Regions from separate parts of the Zea mays genome. Here region 1 is linked to region 2. Evidence: chromatin contacts called from public Hi-C data. All regions are on one chromosome and are shown on one strand. Each heading gives the region's core, a stretch centred on a gene start, on an enhancer-like site or on the middle of the called end of the contact. The rest is flanking DNA. Distances are from core to core; before and after follow the strand shown.

What was found. A called contact is a pair of places that touch in the nucleus more often than the background predicts.
Region 1: a contact with region 2 is called in a Hi-C map of leaf, with 5 times the contacts expected there. The contact joins the promoter of LOC100285917 here to the promoter of LOC100192600 in region 2. A contact is called at or near these places in 3 of 25 Hi-C or Micro-C datasets (ear, leaf and tassel).

What each region holds. Positions count from the first base shown.
Region 1 is chr3:187,527,870-187,531,039 of Zm-B73-REFERENCE-NAM-5.0, reverse strand. It overlaps LOC100285917, which reads right to left and starts at 1,394. Exons shown (of 8, transcript NM_001291585.1): 1 at 1,268-1,394; 2 at 933-1,156; 3 at 676-805; 4 at 535-540; 5 at 11-103. The coding sequence starts at 1,126. It overlaps LOC103651044 (DNA replication licensing factor MCM3 homolog 1-like), which reads left to right and starts at 2,267. Exons shown (of 4, transcript XM_020550982.1): 1 at 2,267-2,488; 2 at 2,583-2,745; 3 at 2,851-3,056. The coding sequence starts at 2,282.
Region 2 is chr3:187,397,564-187,400,512 of Zm-B73-REFERENCE-NAM-5.0, reverse strand. LOC100192600 (40S ribosomal protein S23) reads right to left here and starts at 1,460. Exons shown (of 4, transcript NM_001137815.2): 1 at 1,301-1,460; 2 at 312-467; 3 at 100-226; 4 at 1-11. The coding sequence starts at 1,305.

The DNA.
Region 1 (3,170 bases), core at 145-2,644, 130 kb before region 2:
AAAAACTAACCTGATTACTTGAGCTACTGGTGCCACCATGGGGACTAATTGCATCCTTCTTTACAGAGCCCTCGCCAGCCTTTGTAGACAGCTTGCTATCACCCTACGAAAATTTTCCAAAAAAAAAATTGTGATCAGTATTCAGTTGCATCCTGGGCCTGGCTGTGCAAACAGTACATGACAGTATTAACTTGTTCACAGCTACCACATTAGTTACCCAGGAGCTTGCTATGATTGGTAGGTTGTGCAGCCAAACAACAACAGTCAATTATGGAAGAAAAAACGAGATCATGTATGCAATGTTTCTTAGAACTAGCAGTCTTGTTCAGGTTATTTAATACATACTAGTTTGCAGCTTCCAAAGCTGATTGTGTGTATTTCCTGTCAAGTGCTCTATGTTTTCTGACTAAGGTACTATAGGTCAATAAACTGATTAGGTTGTGTACACTGTAAACTTCTACGGTTCAGCCAAAGCAAAGTCAAATAAGTGTTGTTCTGACAGAAAAAATAAATAAAAGCATGTAGATTGCATACCTCCATCTGTAATAACCAGCCCGTCATCAGAAGAGAACATGCAAAGGGCATAAAGAAACACCATGAGAGAGATGTACGAAACATTATAATAAACAGAGAAGATCCACATCTACAACACAGTGAGGGTAAGCCATCAATGACCTCTTTGTACTTTTGTAGGTAAATCTTGAGAGGCTCGACGTACTCCTCGAATCCTAAAGTGGCCATCGCCCAGAGCAAATCGTCCCCGTTGATTGTCTTTCGTTTCTCCTTCTGGCATTTGTCGCTGGCCCTGCAACCAGCACCCGTGAACTTACATCAGAACCTATCCTACATTAAAACAAAGAAAAACCAACCCGATCCAAGACCAAGGCTACGCTACGCTACCGTCTACCAGGCGGTGCCAACTGTCAACTTACTCGCTGGTCACGAATGATATGAACTCGGAGACGCACTCCTGCAGGGTCTCCTTAGCGTCCTTGGCGATCTTGCCGTTGGCCGGGACGGCCTTCTTCATGATCCGGCTGATGTTGGCGATGGGCAGGAACCGGTCCTGCTCCCGGACGCCTCCGCCGCCGCCGCTGCCCTCGTGGCTCCCGCCGTCGTCGGCCATCGCCAGCGACCGGGCGCCTCCGCCGAAACCCTAGATCCACCAAGACGAAGCCACACGTCATCGATCGCGTCAGATCGTAGAGAGGTGCCGCCGGGAATCGGAAGGTGGCGGGCGCGCAGCGTGTCGACGCGCCGTACGTACCTTATAAAAACGCGCGCGCGGGGAGGCGAGGAGGGGAGAGAAGGGGGCGGGAGCTGGCGGCGGAGGGAGGAGAGGTGGGGAATGGGGATCGGACGCTGGAGAAGAGGAGGCGCTCCGGGTGGGTGCGATGGTGGAAGCGGAGGTATCTGGGCCGTTCGTCGGCTGTAAATAGGGAACAAGAGCGAGTGGGCCCTGGCCATGGGCCCGTCGTCTAGCTCCTGTCGGTCGACTTCTATTTTTGTTTTACGAAAGTGGACCCGGTGGTAGAGAACTTGATATGTTATTTCTACCGGATTTCTTCCAACAATGCCATTTCATTTACATTTAATGACCTGACTAGATAAGTACCCGTGCGTTGCAATGGGATATAATATCATGGTAATTTATGTATTTGGTCGCACGACTGACTGACCCACCTGCCTCGAGCGTTCCTCGATCCTCATCCGTGCTCGCCAAGCGACGAAACCCAAGACGGCAACGCCACAGCCCACAGCACACCGCGCGGCCACACCAAAGCCAAGTAAGCAGCTTAGGAACCCACGCGCCCGACGTAGGCCTGAGAATGGGTCACAATCCAGCCCTAACCCCACTCCAATCCTAGAAGACTTAGAAGCTGACTCGGCCCTACCTAAATCCAAAATAATTTGTTGTAGCTCAATCCGAATCGATTTTAAAACCTTCTCACCCTAATCCGCTCCGATCCTTTCAAAATCCATGGGCCAATCCACATTAGCAATCCAAGGGCCCTCATAAACAAGCAAACACCTCCAGCGACTAATGAATCAGTATAAATCCATGGGCTCACGCTGTCCACATGGGCGCATAACAGCAATAGTTAAACAAGCTAGCACGTAGACTGTGCTATCTAAAAATACACAACATTGTGCTATCTAAAAATACAGTGTTGCAGTCAAAATATAATCATGTCCATTCAAATTGTGCTATCTAAAAATCGAATTATTACAAATTGTCAACGATTTCGTCTCAGTTTTTTTTTTGATAAAATTCAAGCTGATGCCATGGCTTGAAGCTGGTGCCATTGTTCTTGCTGATCGTGGTGTTGTCTTCATTGATGAATTTGATAAAATGAATGATCAAGATCGAGTTGCTATTCATGAAGTTATGGAACAGAAAACTGTAACCATTGCAAAGGCAGGAATACATGCCTCACTAAATGCAAGATGTAGTGTAATTGCTGCAGCAAATCCAATATATGGAACTGTAAGCTGCTAAGCTCTTATCATGTCTTTCACTTGCTCCATAGTACCTCTTGATTGTTTGCTATTTCTGACAACAATTCCTGGCTTTATGACAGTATGATCGTTCATTGACACCAACAAAGAATATCGGGCTTCCAGATTCACTGCTTTCTTGTTTTGATTTACTTTTTACTGTTCTTGATCAAATGGACCCTGAGATTGACCGGCAAATCTCAGAACACGTTGCACGAATGCATAGATATTGCACTGACGATGGAGGTAGTTTTTCTGTTTTACAGTCCAATATATATTCAATATATATTTGTTTTCAGTTCTTTAATTCTTTTCGTTTGGTTAATAAAAGACAAACCTCATAATCTGTAGGAGCAAGGTCTCTTGATAAAGAGGGATATGCTGAAGAAGATGATGGTGATGCTAATGCAGCCATTTTTGTCAAGTATGATAGAATGCTCCATGGTCAGGATAGAAGAAGAGGAAAGAAATCCAAGCAGGACAGGCTAACTGTCAAATTTTTGAAGAAATATATTCATTATGCGAAGAACCTTATTCAACCAAGGCTCACTGATGAGGTAACCTTTTTCCAATCTTGGATACAGTCATACAGAGCAATACAAAGTTGTGGAGGTATTAGTGTTTATGGAAGAGCTACAGGTCTGAGATCCATGCAGAATTTAGAGTTTTTA
Region 2 (2,949 bases), core at 211-2,710:
AAGACCTCATCCTAGACAGAGATGGGACAAGTCAAGTTTGGGCTTGCACAATAGGCTGCAAACAAGAATTATAACAGTTCGGGACAAAGAGTATCATACATTTTCCTCAATGTAGTTCAAACAACCGTCATTTGGCACGAAGGCAGCAATCTTCTTGCCATTCTTAACAAGCTGAACACGAGCACACTTACGGATAGCGGAGTTGGGCTGCTTGGCCTCAATACCACTGCATTATTATCAGTGTTTATTTGCTCAATTGAGTTAAAAGGCGAAGTGTGCAAGAAAAAAGTAAAGTTTTAGCATCTGCTTACATCTTCTCCAGGACAATGCCCTTGGCATGGGATGACCCAGCGAAGGGTTTCTTCCACTCATTGCCCAAATGGCTCTTCTTGTATGCCTTGTCAGCCCACCGCTGGTTCCTGCGGTGGGTCTTGAGCTTGCGCCCGGCTCCCATACCACGTGTCTTCCTGTATAAGAAAGCAGATCACGTTTTAACATTTTAATGTAGTGGTCTATCCAAATGTGATAGACTACCACATTACAACTGGCAATGCATCCCAAAACCCCACATTACAACTGACAATGCATGCCAAAACCCTTTTTAACAGTGCTAGAAAGAAAAGGACTAATACCACACAACAATTCGACATTACATGAACAAAACAGGTAACCGAATGTCTGAATCAAGATATTAGTCGATATATTGACACACTTATATACAGTTTTCCTAGTTCTAATTAAGTTTTCGTCACCTCACTGTGTACTAGAATAAGCGTCTAAAATGTTTGTGAGAAAAACACTAGGTGCACTACACCTGCAGTACCTGAACAGCTAAACTGTTGACTCTTAAATAAATGGATTATAACTGTAATCGCTTCAAGGCTCCAAATCGGGAGTTTCGCAAAACTTCAAATGAAGTTTCACAAAAAAAGGCGACTCTTTGAAAACGCGAAGAATAATGAAGGTGTATGCTACCATGCATAGCTTCCCAAATCCAAGTAACTGGACCAAGAAAGATATTGCTACACAGCAGCAACGGATTAATGTCGCTTATGAATATGTTTAGCGCTGACGTTGTAGTATCTGATCAGCACTGGACCGTCAATAAGCTTCACGTGGATACTGAGAAGAAATCAAAATAGATCACGATGTATACTTCACATTAGCGCAAGCAAAGCTGCGCGTCAAGCAACCAGATGCACTTATGCAGTCACACCGAACCACACTCATAATCGCTAAGCCAGAAAATAGATGGACACGAGGATAGATCAAAAAACTTCAACAGAAGACAGTGAGATACCCCATGTTGACGGAAGTTCTCTGGAGCGCTTCGCGGCGACGGCTGCAAGAAGCGGAACACGAGCTGGGAGCGGGAGCGGCGGCGGCGGCAGGAGAGGGGAAAAGATGGGAGGGGAAGGTATTTATATGCGGGGCTTTGGTGTTTAGGGTTTGGCGGTGTTGCTGCTTGCTTTGAGATCCGTGCTTCTGAATAGAAGCTACGGTCGTGATGGTTAGCGTTGGCGTAGGGATTGGAACGGTGGACTCGGTCTACCACGGTGGTTGCGGGGAGTGCAAAGCCGGGGAGGGGACAAACTTGGGGGCTGTTTGGTTGGTGTCTAAATATGCCACACTTTGACTAAGGTTAGTCGTTCGAATTGAAAAACTAATCTTAGGCAAAAAAAAGTTAGGTAAAGTATGACAAGTTAGGTATCAAACCAAACTTTATTTATGTCTTTACTCTACTACTTATTAAGTACGTACAGTGTAGACTTCTAACATTACCATGTCCCCGCCTCTCGCTCGTGATTTCCCTGCACCCACCGTTGTCGTCTTCAGGGTCTGTCTCCTTGGCCCGTGCTCCCCCACCTTGGCGCCGCAACCCACGACGTGCTTGGCTCTGGGACCCCTCAGTCTTCCCAGCCCTCCAAGTTTCGAATAGACCTCATGGAACGCCCGTCCTCCCCTGCTTGCCCCCACCCCCACCCCCCGTCCTCCCAAAGATGGTTGTTGCCGCCTTCGACCACGGTGGTGAGGGAATGGACAAGGGGCATGAGGACGAGGAGGGATCGACCACGGTGGTGATATGAACTAAATTACTCTTATAAATATCATGCATAACACCAATTTAAACAAGATAAGAAATAGCATGATTATTTAATTAAGTTTACATGGCAGGTTTAATTCATAGCATGGTGAGTGATTAATGTGGACGATTCTAAACCAATTTAGACATGAAGGAATACATCACATAGTATTGGATTGATCTTCTTGAACGTTAAATGGCACACTCCATTTGAGAAACACGTTCTCATGTTGTGAGACTACATAAACACTTGGATAGAAACATTAGTCTCACAACTCTAGTTATATAGAGAATTTCCCTTTTAAAAAGTGTTCTTGAGAATTTGAATTTCTTACTTAGCACTCTATTCATTTAAGAACTTGGTATAATCCTCTTTATGTTTAGATAATGGCATTAATAAGAATCAATTTGAAATATGCCAAGAAATACTCATCACCAATTAAAGCATGTGGATTGCCACATATAAGAATGATGAATATGAGATCTACCATGTGATTGGATCTTTTTCAAGTCAAGATAGAATCTTTTAAGTTCATCCTCAAGTGCTTCATTTTTCCTATGTGCCTACGTAAGACACAAATGAATATACTAATTGAAAGCAATGTGCACTTTTAGATTTAATTGTTACTGTCCTTTAGATATCCCTTAGTTATAGGTCTTTTGTTTGATTTCCATGAAGGTAAATCCTTTGGTCCCTACAACATAAGATCTTGCTCGAGATGAATATGAAGTTATAAATACATCAATTCAATTCATCTTTGGGTCAATCTTAAAGAATAGATAATGTAAGATTGATAGCTTGAGATAAAGATTGAGTTAAACCACTCAAGCACCCAAAAGCTTCATATCATCTCTGGGTACCTACA